Linked DNA regions of Cricetulus griseus: region 1 is linked to region 2. The links are chromatin contacts, called in public Hi-C maps. All regions are on one chromosome and are shown on one strand. Each heading gives the region's core, a stretch centred on a gene start, on an enhancer-like site or on the middle of the called end of the contact. The rest is flanking DNA. Distances are from core to core; before and after follow the strand shown. Region 1 has its middle 78 kb from the start of Caprin1. Region 2 holds the start of Lmo2 (rhombotin-2).

Region 1 (5,685 bases), core at 1,489-3,988, 100 kb after region 2:
ACCACACAACAGCCATCATCCCTACATCCTGGGGTCTCCCTGGCTCCAAGCCTTTACATATGATGTGCCAACCTTGCTACCACTGTGCCTGGGTAACTTCTGCAAGTCCTTTCCAACACTCCAGGTCAGGACAAGGCAGCCTGTAAAACATCTTTATGGCATCCTGAACAGCACCCATCAGCAGAGAAGAATTAAAGGGTGGCCAGCTGATCAACCAAGGTAGATGGGAGGGAAAAAAGCATAAGAAATATGATGAGATTAAAAAGAAATCTGGCTCTTAGAATCCCCTCAAAATAGTGTGCTCTGGGTCCTACAAGATGTCTTAGGAGGTAAAGGTGCTTGCTGCCAAACCTAACAACATGGGTTCAGTCCCTAAGGCCTACACGGAATCATAGTAACCCTCACTAGCACATACGATGTTGATACAAGTGCTAATTCACTTAGCTGTCAAAATAATTCCTTTAAGCGGGTGCTATCTCGTCCCCCATCTTACAGGCTTGGAAACAGGGGAACAACCAAGTAAAGTCAAGCAGAGCCAAGCTTCAAATCCAGACATCAAGGCTCCACCCCATGCCCCCTACCAGGGTGATCTATGCTCCTTGGTGGGAGCTGAGCTATGGTTGTCACTCGGAGCTAAGACATAAATACTGCAGATAAATAGGAATCTGTGGTTAGTAGAAGAGGGTTGTTCATTGGTTTAGCAAATACGTAAGGCTCTTCTGTGTACCCAGCACCATTCTGGACATAATAGATGTTCAGTCTCTCCAATGACAAAGGAACCCCTTCTCCTTCATTCCCACCTCTGTTTCAGGAGATAAGAAGGTTAATGCCACCCAAAGTAATTCATTTCCTTCTTGGACATGCCTTTGATCCTTTTTGTTCAGGAGATAGACCTCCTTGAGGCTTCTAGCTGAAGAGGTGCAGTCGTGTCTGTGGCTCCATCGTGTATCAGCCTTCTTAACATCTCACTCTGGTCCCTTCATCTCTTCTCCCCTTGGTCATTGCATCACTTCATTCTCTCACCTCATCTCTGCCAGAGTATCTTCCATTTACTCACTCCCTCAGTCACTTAAGCTTTACCAGGTAGCAGGTACATTACTGGCCCCATAAATAAAGAAATGAGGGGAATAAATCCTTAAATCCAATAAATCCCTCAAGAAGTGGGTGGTTCTGGGACTGGAGAGAGGGCTCAGCAGTTAAGAGCATGTACTTGTGCTGGGCAGTGGTGGTGCAGGCCTTTAATCCCAGCACTCGGGAGGCAGAGGCAGAAAGGTCTCTGTGAGTTCAAGGCCAGCCTGTTATACTACAGAGTGAGTTCCGGGACAGGCTCCAAAGCTGCAGAGAAATCTTGTCTCAAACAAAACAAAAAAAGAATATGTACTTACAGAAGTCAGGACTTCTGTATTAACATCTATGTTAGAACTACCCATAACTCCAGCTCCATGAACTTCCAACATCTCTAGCCTCTTCGAGTACCAGAACTCACATAATTAAAAACAATGGCTTTTTTTTGTTTTCCATTTGTTTTTGCTTGTTTTTCCAAAGAAATGTGTGGTTCACTAGGGAAAGAAAACATTTTAAAAAAGGAAGTCCCCATGTTTCTAGGTGACCATGCTGTAATAGAACATTAGTTCTCAAGTCACTCATTGTCATGGCTTCAGAATCATCCAATTTTGGCTATGCCAATATTGCATTATGTCCACCCAGTATAGAAAGATAAGAGGCACTAAAAACCATGTACCACCCAAGTTGTAATTCTAACAATTATAGCCCAAGATTATAATTAACTATAGTCAGTCCTGCAGCTGTGTGTTCCACAACCTCGGTTCAAACCTACCACAGATAAAAAATATTTGGGTACAAGGGACCAGGGGAGTGGAGCGTGTGTAGCAGGGATGAGCTATTGAGTTCTTCCCCAGTACCACATGGATCAGGTGTGGTGGCACAGTCCTGTGACCCCAGCACTTGGTGATAGAGGCAAGAAGATTAGAAGTTCAACATCATCTTCATCTACATGCTTAGTTTGAAGCCAACCTTAGACATATGAAATGTTATGCATATATATACAAAACAAAATACAACAAAAAATAGGGAAATTTTTAAAACATACAGAACAACAATTCACCCATTATTTGTAATTGTATTCTGCGGTAGAGATGATTTAAAGTACAAATAACCAGAGGACGTGCATTGGTTATGTAGAAACACTGTCTCTCCATGGGGATACCTGCATAGCCATGAATTTTGGTACATTCAGCAAGTAATAGAACCAACCACCAATGGAAACAAAAGAGCACCTATAATTTATTTAGCAGGTGGTTAACAAAGAAAGGAACCCTGTTGTTCATGTGATAAACTTCTATCGGGCCCATCTAAAGAAATGAAAATTAGGACCTGCAAGATGGCCCAGTGGGTAAAGGCATCTGTCACCAAGTCTGGGAACCAAGTTCAACATGATAGAAGGAGAGAACCACCTCCCTCAAGATGTCTTTTGGCCTCTACACATATGCTGTTGCACAAGCATACACATACCCAAATGAGAGTGTGTGTGCACATGTCACACACACACACACACACACCTGGAATGTTGCTGGCCCCATAATTATAGTAAAGGCTAACAGTATTTTTCCTTGGCTTACTGATTTATCTGGACACCCAGCATGAGGCTGTGCAATTGTAGACCTAACAGCTGTGTGCATTCCCATGCCTGTCCATACCCAGTCCACCACTGCTTCCCCTTGCCTTCAAGCTCTTGGCCCAGGCTTTGGGATCTCCCGAGGTTGACAAACCAGCATCGCCACCTGGAGGATAGCATGAGAATCAGGGTAAAAAACAAAAAAAGTGATTCCAGGGCTCCAGAGAAACTAACTCAGCTGTTTTGTGCAGTTGTGCTGCGCTAATGAGGCCAAGTTCACAGGCTCATCCCCAGAGGGACCAATTAGCTTGACACTGAGAGGCACTCTTTGGAGCACAGCCTCGGTCTTTACCCTTGGCCCCCAAGCCACATTTGTGTGGCTGTTGAGTCAGGAAGTGGCTTCATCAATCTAAACTTATTTTTCATAATTTCTTATAAGCCCAATTGTAGTGTGCAAACAACACCAATGGCGAGGACCTGTCCCCTACTGCTAAGAGCAGTGAGCCTGCAGCAGTGTTTGCTCAAATGAGCCAGAGACACTAGTTGGAGCCATGAGGATAAATGGTTCCACAGAGTCAAATTAGCGCACAAAACATTGATCTAATCAAAGTAAGAGGAATCTTTACAGGAGAGCTCCCCCATCTGCATGCTAATGAGGGCTGTTAATTTTCTAAGCTGTTCTGTGAGATGTTTCCCAAGTCTAGACAGCCACAGGCAGCCCCCTTCTCTCTCCACCCTCCCATTTGAGAGAGAGAGAGAGGAGAGGAGAGAAGAGAGAGAGAGAGAGAGAGAGAGAGAGAGAGAGAGAGAGAGAGAGAGAAATGGTTTGAAGTAATTTTAAGTAATGAATCATCTGGCCCAGGGTGTGGCTACTTCTACAAGAATACATATTTTAAGAGATAGCTTGTCCACAGGGAAAGGGTCACAGTCTATTGCCAAGATTAATTTTTAAGTAGATTTTAATACAATGTCCTATTTTTGCAAAGATAGAATACTTGGGAAGGAAAAAAAAGCCATACAAAAAGGCACCTGTTTGTGTGCCTGTTGTGTCTCTGTGGTCTATGTTGTTCAGACTTCCCACAGTGAGCACGTATACAAAGTTTAAAATAATGGGGCTAGAGAGATGGCTTAGAGATGGCTTAGCAGGTAAGAGCACTTGCTGCTCTTGCAGAGGCCCCAGGTTCAATTTCCAGTGCCCACATGACAGCTCACAACTGTCTGTAACTCCAGTTCAAGGAAATCCACTACCCTCTTCTGGTCTCTGACAGCACCAGGGATACACTGCTATATAGAGAAACATGCAGGCAAAACACCCATACACATAAAATAAAAATAAATTGAGAGGCGTGACGGCACACACTTTTAATCTCAAAACTTGGGGGGTAGGGGTGCAAAGGCAGACTGATCTCCATCTCCAAGTTCAAGGCCAGCCTAGTCCACATAGCAAGTCCCAGGACATCCAGGGCAACAAAATAAGACCCTGTCTCAAAAACAAAATAATAACAAATAACCATAGAGGTTGGAGAGATGACCCCTTAGTTAAGAGCACTCGTGGCTTTTGCAAAGGACCTGGGTTCAGTTCCCAGCACCCACTTGGTGGTTCACAACCATTAGTAACTCCAATTCCAGGAGATCTGATGCCCTCTTCTGACCTCTCTTGGCACCAAACATTCATATGGTATACATATAAAAATATACATGCAGGCAAAACACTCAAACACATAAAATAAGTAAATGTTTAAAATAAAACCATAGAACACACACTGTAGGGGTGTATATTATATTCATAAGACTGTTACAAAATTATGGTCAGTGCTAACGCTTAGGGAGGGTAACTAAGTGTTTGGCCCATGAATCACCTAGATTATCTCATTTAAATGACACATAAATCAAATGAGATAAGGTAGTACTTTTTGTCCCAATTTAAACTTGGATAAAGGTGAATAAATAGAAAAATAAACCATGCAGAGTCAGAATTTGAACATATCTCATCTCTTTTTGCCACCAACCCCCATCAACAGCACACATGCACACCACCACCACCACCACCACCACCACCACCACCACCACCACCACCAAGAGAGATGAGATTCTTCCACCAGGGAGAGAGCAATAGACAATGAAAAAGATGACTTCATTGTAGGCCACTTGGGGTCATTTAGGAAATACTCCATTTGTCTTGTTGGGTTGACAAAATGCCTGACAAAGGTGACTTTAAAGGAGGAAAGGTTTGATTTGGCTCCCAGTTTAAGGGGTACAATCTACAACAATGGGGAATTCATAACTACCAAAGTTGGAGGAGGCTGGCCACATTGTGTCTGCAATCAAGAAGTAGAGAGATAAACGCCGCATTCAGTTTACCATCTCCTTTCTATTTGGTCCAGGACCCCAGCTCATAGCACAGTGCCACCCACAATTTGGATGTGTCTTTCCCTGCCAGTCACACTAGTCTAGATAACCTCTCACAGACACAACCAGAGACTGGCCTAATCTTCATACTTCCTCGCAGTCAGGATCCCTCACAATCAGGGCCAGAGGTTTATCATCTCAGAGCTTCTAGATCCCATCATGTTGATGATCCATGTTAACCATCACATGTGCTGAGAATTATTCTGCATGTTGACATACATGAATACAAACTGGTAACAGCAGGCTCTCCTGGTCCTGTAAGACCTGCCTGCTGCAATATACATAGCTTAGACCACCTCTCTCTTGCCCTCCCTCGATGACCACTAGTCATTTCTTTCTCCCATTTGGTTAGACAGATAATTCTGTGCTTTACCGCCTCTCCACTTGTATTCAACTCCATTCCCTGCCTGCTGTAGCCAAATACCATTAACTCGCTCTGCTAAGCAACAGCCCTTGAACCTAAACACAAATGAGGTGGAAGAGTATTTCTTCACTGATAACAGGCATACCCCCCCTTAAATGGCTGGAGTGGCTATTGTCACTTTGGTTTGGAATACTATTTTACTTTCCATTTCACATACTTTATATCCATTGGTTCCTTCATTAATTATATTAGACAGTTGAGAAAACTATTGTCACCA
Region 2 (5,668 bases), core at 1,868-4,367:
TTCTCAACAATTTCCTAGGAAGTGGGGGGGAAATGTTCTGTTTCCACCTGGCTTGTCCATCTTCAATGACAGCCTGCCTTCACTGGGCACATATTGCAGACTATCAGTGGGCCTCTTGCTCACTATTACAGCCTTGAGATACCTTTCTGTTCTCTAGTCTCAAGGGGGGTAAAAAGGCACAAACTTTGGAAAGAAAACTTACTTTCCAAAGGGTGTTTTCTGCTCTTTCAGAGAACCCAAGTTAGAGTCTGCACCCAAAATGGGTAGCTCACAACCACCTGTAACTCCAGCTCTAGGGGATCCAGCAACTCTGGCCTGCAAGGGGTCGGGGGGGGGGGGCGCAGCACCTGCACATAGGTGCACACACACACACATGTGCACATACTTAACAATAAAATCCTTTTTAAAAAAAAAAAAAGGAGTTGAACTCTGTAGATTCAACTTCTAATAAGGGATGAGCGGCTTGGCTGTGCAGATAGGAAATCAGTAAACACCAGTTTGTCTGTCTGACTCTCTTACGTTGAGTATCATGTCTTGTCCAATCTCTGAAAACTCAGAGCTCAGAGGTAATGCTAAGTTTATTTTTAAAAGAGAACAAACTATAGACACCGACTTGCTTTTTAAAGGGTTGTTATTTTTCTCCTGAGATTTTGAGGAAGCTGGTCTTTATGTCAACAAACCTAGCTCCTTTCGGAGCTGGTGTCTTAACCTTCAAGACTGAAGAGTGATGTTTATATTCTCGCTGGATCGTGGGACTTCCTGTGTTTTATGAGAACATGCTGGGTTTTTATGCTGCTGACTGAGGGTAAAACCCAGGTAAATAAACACCACAGAAGGCTGAAATTGAAGGTGGGGGGGGGTGAGTAGGGAAACTTCAGCAGGAAGGCACAATTCTTTTAAAGCAGGAAAAGGAAAAAAAAAAGCCACCAAAACAAATGCTGCTTACAAGCACAAATGGACAAGTCATTAGCCAGCTCCTTTGGTCTTGTGTTAACAAAACCCTTCAAAGGATTAGATGGAGACTTCAAAGGAATAAAAACGCAAAACCAGACAGCTAATGACTCTTAAAAGGGCATTTGCGTGGACGCGAAAAACGATACCTTAAGCATTCCTGGCTCCCCTTATTAAGGCTAGAGAATGGGCTGAGGTATGGACAGGAATGGGGGATGTTCTTTGCAAACCAGCGCAAAGCTCAGAGCATAGACAGTGCAAGTTTATTACAGCTCTGGTTCGCTGACCCCAAACCCTTCTGGGAGTTCGATTGGATTCTGCTCCCCCCGGGGGGGGACCTAGACAAAAAACAAAACAAAACAAAACAAGCCCCCCAGCAAAACACACACACACACACACACACACACACACACACACACACACACACACAGCACTAACTTTCGAGGTTCGCATGCCCACACTAGAAGACTCGTGGGAGGGGCGAATATGTACCCGGAGGAACTCGGAATTAGCTATTCTAGAAGTCTCTGGAGGCCTGAACCAGTTCCCAGGTGGACAGGCGGACCCCATCAGTGCCCGCAGTCGCTCTGCCCCGGGCTGGGTAGAAGACTGTCTGGGACCCCAAAGGGGAGTGTCTCCCCTTTTCAGGGCCAAATGGACAAAGAGAAAGGGAACCCGGTGGAGCGAGAAGGGAGGAGGGAGAATCCTTCCATCCACTCTCCCTGCACATCACCTGCGCCTCCGGGCTCCAGGTGCCTGCTCCTGGGCAAACTTTCTGGCGCCGGTGAAGGTTTGGAGTGTTTTCCAGGTAGCCTGGAGCGGCTCGCAGGGTCGCCGGGCCGATCCCTGGTACTGCTTCCGCCACCCAGTCCTTCTCGGTGTCTCCAGAGTCACCCGAGAAGCAGGGAGAGCCCCTGAGACACCGAGGGACCAAGGGCACGCTGCGGGAGCGGACCTGAAGCCAGCCCCTCGCTCCAAGCCTGGAACCGGGTGGGGTGGGGGAGGTGGGGGCGCGGGGACAGAAGCGCCACACTTACTCAGACGGGTCCAGGCTCTTCCTTTCGATGGCCGAGGACATTGGGGAGGGAGGCGGCGTGCCGGGTGGCGGGGGCGCTCCCTTTGTGGCGCGTGCCTGACCGGCTGCCTGGACTCGGACCCCCTCGGGTGCTCGGGCGCCGCCGCTCCTGCGCCTCCTCTTGCTCGGTCGCTCCGCCGGCGAGCTCGCCCCTCCACGCTCAAGGACAGTCACCGCGCTCCCTTCAAACGCCAAAGAGAGAGAGCGAATCAGCCGGCTGCCCGGCGCGCGGCGGCCGAGGTAGGGGGCCGGGGAGCAGCCCGGCCTCCCTCTGGCGGCTGCGGCAGCTGCCGCTGCCCAGGACTTAACCTTCCATCCCGGTCCGCTGCCGTCACCACAGCCGCCGCCGCCGCCCGGTCCCGATCGCGCGCAGTCGCAGGCTCCGCCCGGTCGCCCCGAGCCCCTCACACCTTCGTCGGGGTCGGGGCGCCGAGGGCAGAGAGGGGGCGGCGGCCTGGGGGCGGGGAGCGGACCGCGCGGCTGTCCCCGGGCTCCCTCCTCTCTCGCGAAGGTCTATTTTCGCTCAGCTTCCCTCTGTCTCTGGTTTCATTTCCTTTTTCCTGATCACGATTCAAATACAATAGAAGGAAATCACATTTAAAGAGACAGCTGCCCGCCCCCTCCCCTTTTTTTCTTCCTTTTTTTTTTTTTTTTTTTTTTAAACGGGGCTCCTGGGGATTAGCAATCCAAACAGCAGCAGCAGTAGCAGCAGCAGCAACAGCAGCAGCAGCACTGACTTAGCTTCTTAAAGGGGCCCGCGTCGGAGAGTCTCCCCTGAGTACCTCTCCAGGGGCAAGAAGCCGGGCTGCCACTAATTCGTCCTTTCCAGGGTTCCCCTTCTTCTGCCTTTCCCTTTTGGCTTCCCGCGGGAAAGAAAATACAAGAATGTGAAATAAGCACCTGCAGAAATGTAAGCGTTCCTAGTGGCTGGCTCTCGCGCGCTCGTCTTAGGTTCTAGGTCCCAGGTCCACTGTCGCGGTGCTCTGGGATGCCCGGGACAGCAGCGCGGCTCTATTGGCGGCTAGCTAGCGGCTGCGACTGCGCTCCAAACAGGGGATGCGAGCTGTGCGATCAGGCACCTCACGCGCCGGGTGCGCCTGAGCAGTACTGGGGGCAGCTAATCCCGCGGGGAGGGTGGCTGGGAGGGACCACACTGTCCGGGTCTCCTCTCCATCTGCTGGCCACAGAATTCCCTCCCTCAGCATCTTTCAAAGAGCGGACTCCAGCGGTTAGGCTTGCCCTCTCTGTAAAGTGCCAGCAATACTCGGAAGTGCCTTCCCAATAATCAAGGACCTTACAGTTATTACTTGCTTTTTTTTTTTTTGCCCTATGTAAATCAAAGAAAAGGACAGGCTTGATCTAGGGTTCAGTCTTCTCCTTCAAGCTCGAAAGCAAGTTCTATAAGGAGAAAGAAATGCAAAAGGGAAGAAGAGGACACTAGCTAGCTACTTTTCCAGGGAGAAAAACCGTGGCTTCCCCTGGGCCTTGACTTATTTGAAACTGGCTTCAGAAATGATCGTTCAAGGCTCGTTAGTTTACGATGATGCCAGTCTTGAGGCTTGTAAAAAGGAAACTCCCAAGTGCTTTCACAATCCATTGTTTTATCAAGGTCACAGGCATTTCAAACCCATTATAAAGATTCTTTTGTAGCCTAGATCAACTCACCCTGGAATATGCCTGCTGAAGCCAGAAGTGAATTCCTGGATGCTTAATGTCCAAATCCACATTGATTTCTCACTAGTAATAACCTGACTCACAACATACAGATTCATGTCACTTTCTGTCTCCATGTCCTGAAATTTGTGAACTGAAAGAGGATAATTAAAATCTGTGTCTGTATGCATGCCCTTGTGTTGGTCCAAAACCCACCTTCAGTATTTAAAAGATCATTTCCTATTTAGATCCTTGTTTTTAAATTAAAAACAAGTATCTTTACAATGTTTAGGCAAGCCTAAACTATATGAGTATGTAACCTGTTATCCTACTTTCATTTCTATCTGAAGTGACAATAAACACTGGTTGTGGTGGCATAGACCAGGAATCCCAGGTGGAGGCAGGAGGATTAGGAATTCTAAGGCATCCTCTCCTAAAAGCTAGTTAAAAACCAGTCTGGGTTACATGAGATGTTGTCTCACAAATAAAACCAAAAGAAGAAAGAGAAACAATGATAATGCATGGGTTGTGATTAGCAGTTTATCTACTTAACACGGAGGCTTTGGAACCAGATTGTTTGGGGTTGATTTAGACTCTAAAGGGCACATGTGACTAGGAAAACTGCCCTCAAGACACAGTGTGGAGAGAATGGCTGAGGATTTTGCCTATATTCTAACCTCCCTTTTACAGCTGTGTAAACTGGGCTGGATAGCAAGAGTTTACATTCTCAGCATCCTCGTTAGTAAAATGGGAATAATGGAATTACTTATCTGGGGTTTTGGTGTAAGGATTGACTTGAGTTATGTGGGACATGGGATCTGTAATGGAACAGGGTGGTGTGTGTGTGTGTGTGTGTGTGTGTGTGTGTCCGTCCACTTTCCTTGCTCCAATTTTCCATGGGGTTGGAGTTAGTTATTAAAAGAAATATCTCCTTGGGCTCCAAGAGGTAACTTTGGAATGGCCAACTCCAGGGCATAAATATCCTTTTAATAAGATGTCTTTGCTTTGACCTGAGTGTGTTAAAGGGAAAAAAAGAGAGGCATGCATGCAACTTTGGGTCAATTTCTTATCTGTCACAACTCTTTGGGGAGAGCTTTCTTCGAGAAGGTGCATATTTGATATGATATCTTAAGATTTCAATTTCACACACAGTGGCTGTAAGAAGTTACTGCCTACTGGTGGGACTTCATTTCTATTCTATGGGCAATTAAGTCGCCCAAATTTAAGTATAGCATTTAGAATCGAGTCTCAAATGTGTTTTTATTATGACTGATTTTTTAAAGTAATCATGGCCCTATCATATCTTCCCATAGCAACCAGTAACTGCCATGTTCAGGAGCGATTCAGCCATTCTGAGGCTGTTTGAATGTGTAAAACAGTTTTTGAGAGCTAAAGACGTTCTCTCTTGATCCCTACCCAGCAAGGCTAAACTGTAATTTCTCCTCCACCCTCAAAAATATTAAATATCCTCAAGTTTTGACATTGTCCAAATTTTCCTTCTGAAATAAGAATATCAGAAGTCTGAATCAGTCTGGATGATAAACGTGACCCCAGTTGGATTATTTTTTTTTCTCACTGGGAATTTCCTTTTTTTCCTTCTTAGTACATTTACAATTATTTTCCAGGGAAGAAGAGTCTCAAATGCCCATGACTACATTTCTTTGCTAAAATGGACTTCTGCTAATGCCAGCCATGACAATTTACCTTTTTTTTCTTTCAACCATTAGATGCTGAGTTGCAACATACATCTTGTTAGTTGTGAAAGTCACAAAAATAAAGCTCTCTTTTGATATGATTTTGGCTCACATGCAAAATTCTTAAAACATTTAGTTGCCACAGGCATCTGACTTCCAGCCAATCAAGACATCCTTGGGTACTGTGAGCAGAGCTAAGGTGAGCATTTGCAGACTCATTTAGGACATTTCAGGGCCAGTTAGTTACATCAGTTTTCTACAAAACAAATCAGGTTTTGTAGGAAAAGGTCTCAAA

Evidence for each region. A called contact is a pair of places that touch in the nucleus more often than the background predicts.
Region 1: a contact with region 2 is called in a Hi-C map of liver, with 2.5 times the contacts expected there. The contact joins the enhancer-like site here to the promoter of Lmo2 in region 2. A contact is called at or near these places in 2 of 8 Hi-C or Micro-C datasets (fibroblasts and liver).

The regions. Positions count from the first base shown.
Region 1 is chr6:73,769,978-73,775,662 of CriGri-PICRH-1.0, forward strand. No RefSeq gene overlaps it. Among named protein-coding and RNA genes, the nearest start is that of Caprin1, 78 kb to the right of the region's middle. Within about 2 kb of position 2,739, at least 1 of the 6 cell types and tissues checked has open chromatin away from gene starts, as enhancers often do.
Region 2 is chr6:73,666,791-73,672,458 of CriGri-PICRH-1.0, forward strand. Lmo2 (rhombotin-2) reads right to left here and starts at 3,118. Exons shown (of 4, transcript XM_035446754.1): 1 at 2,927-3,118; 2 at 1,989-2,208. The coding sequence starts at 2,029.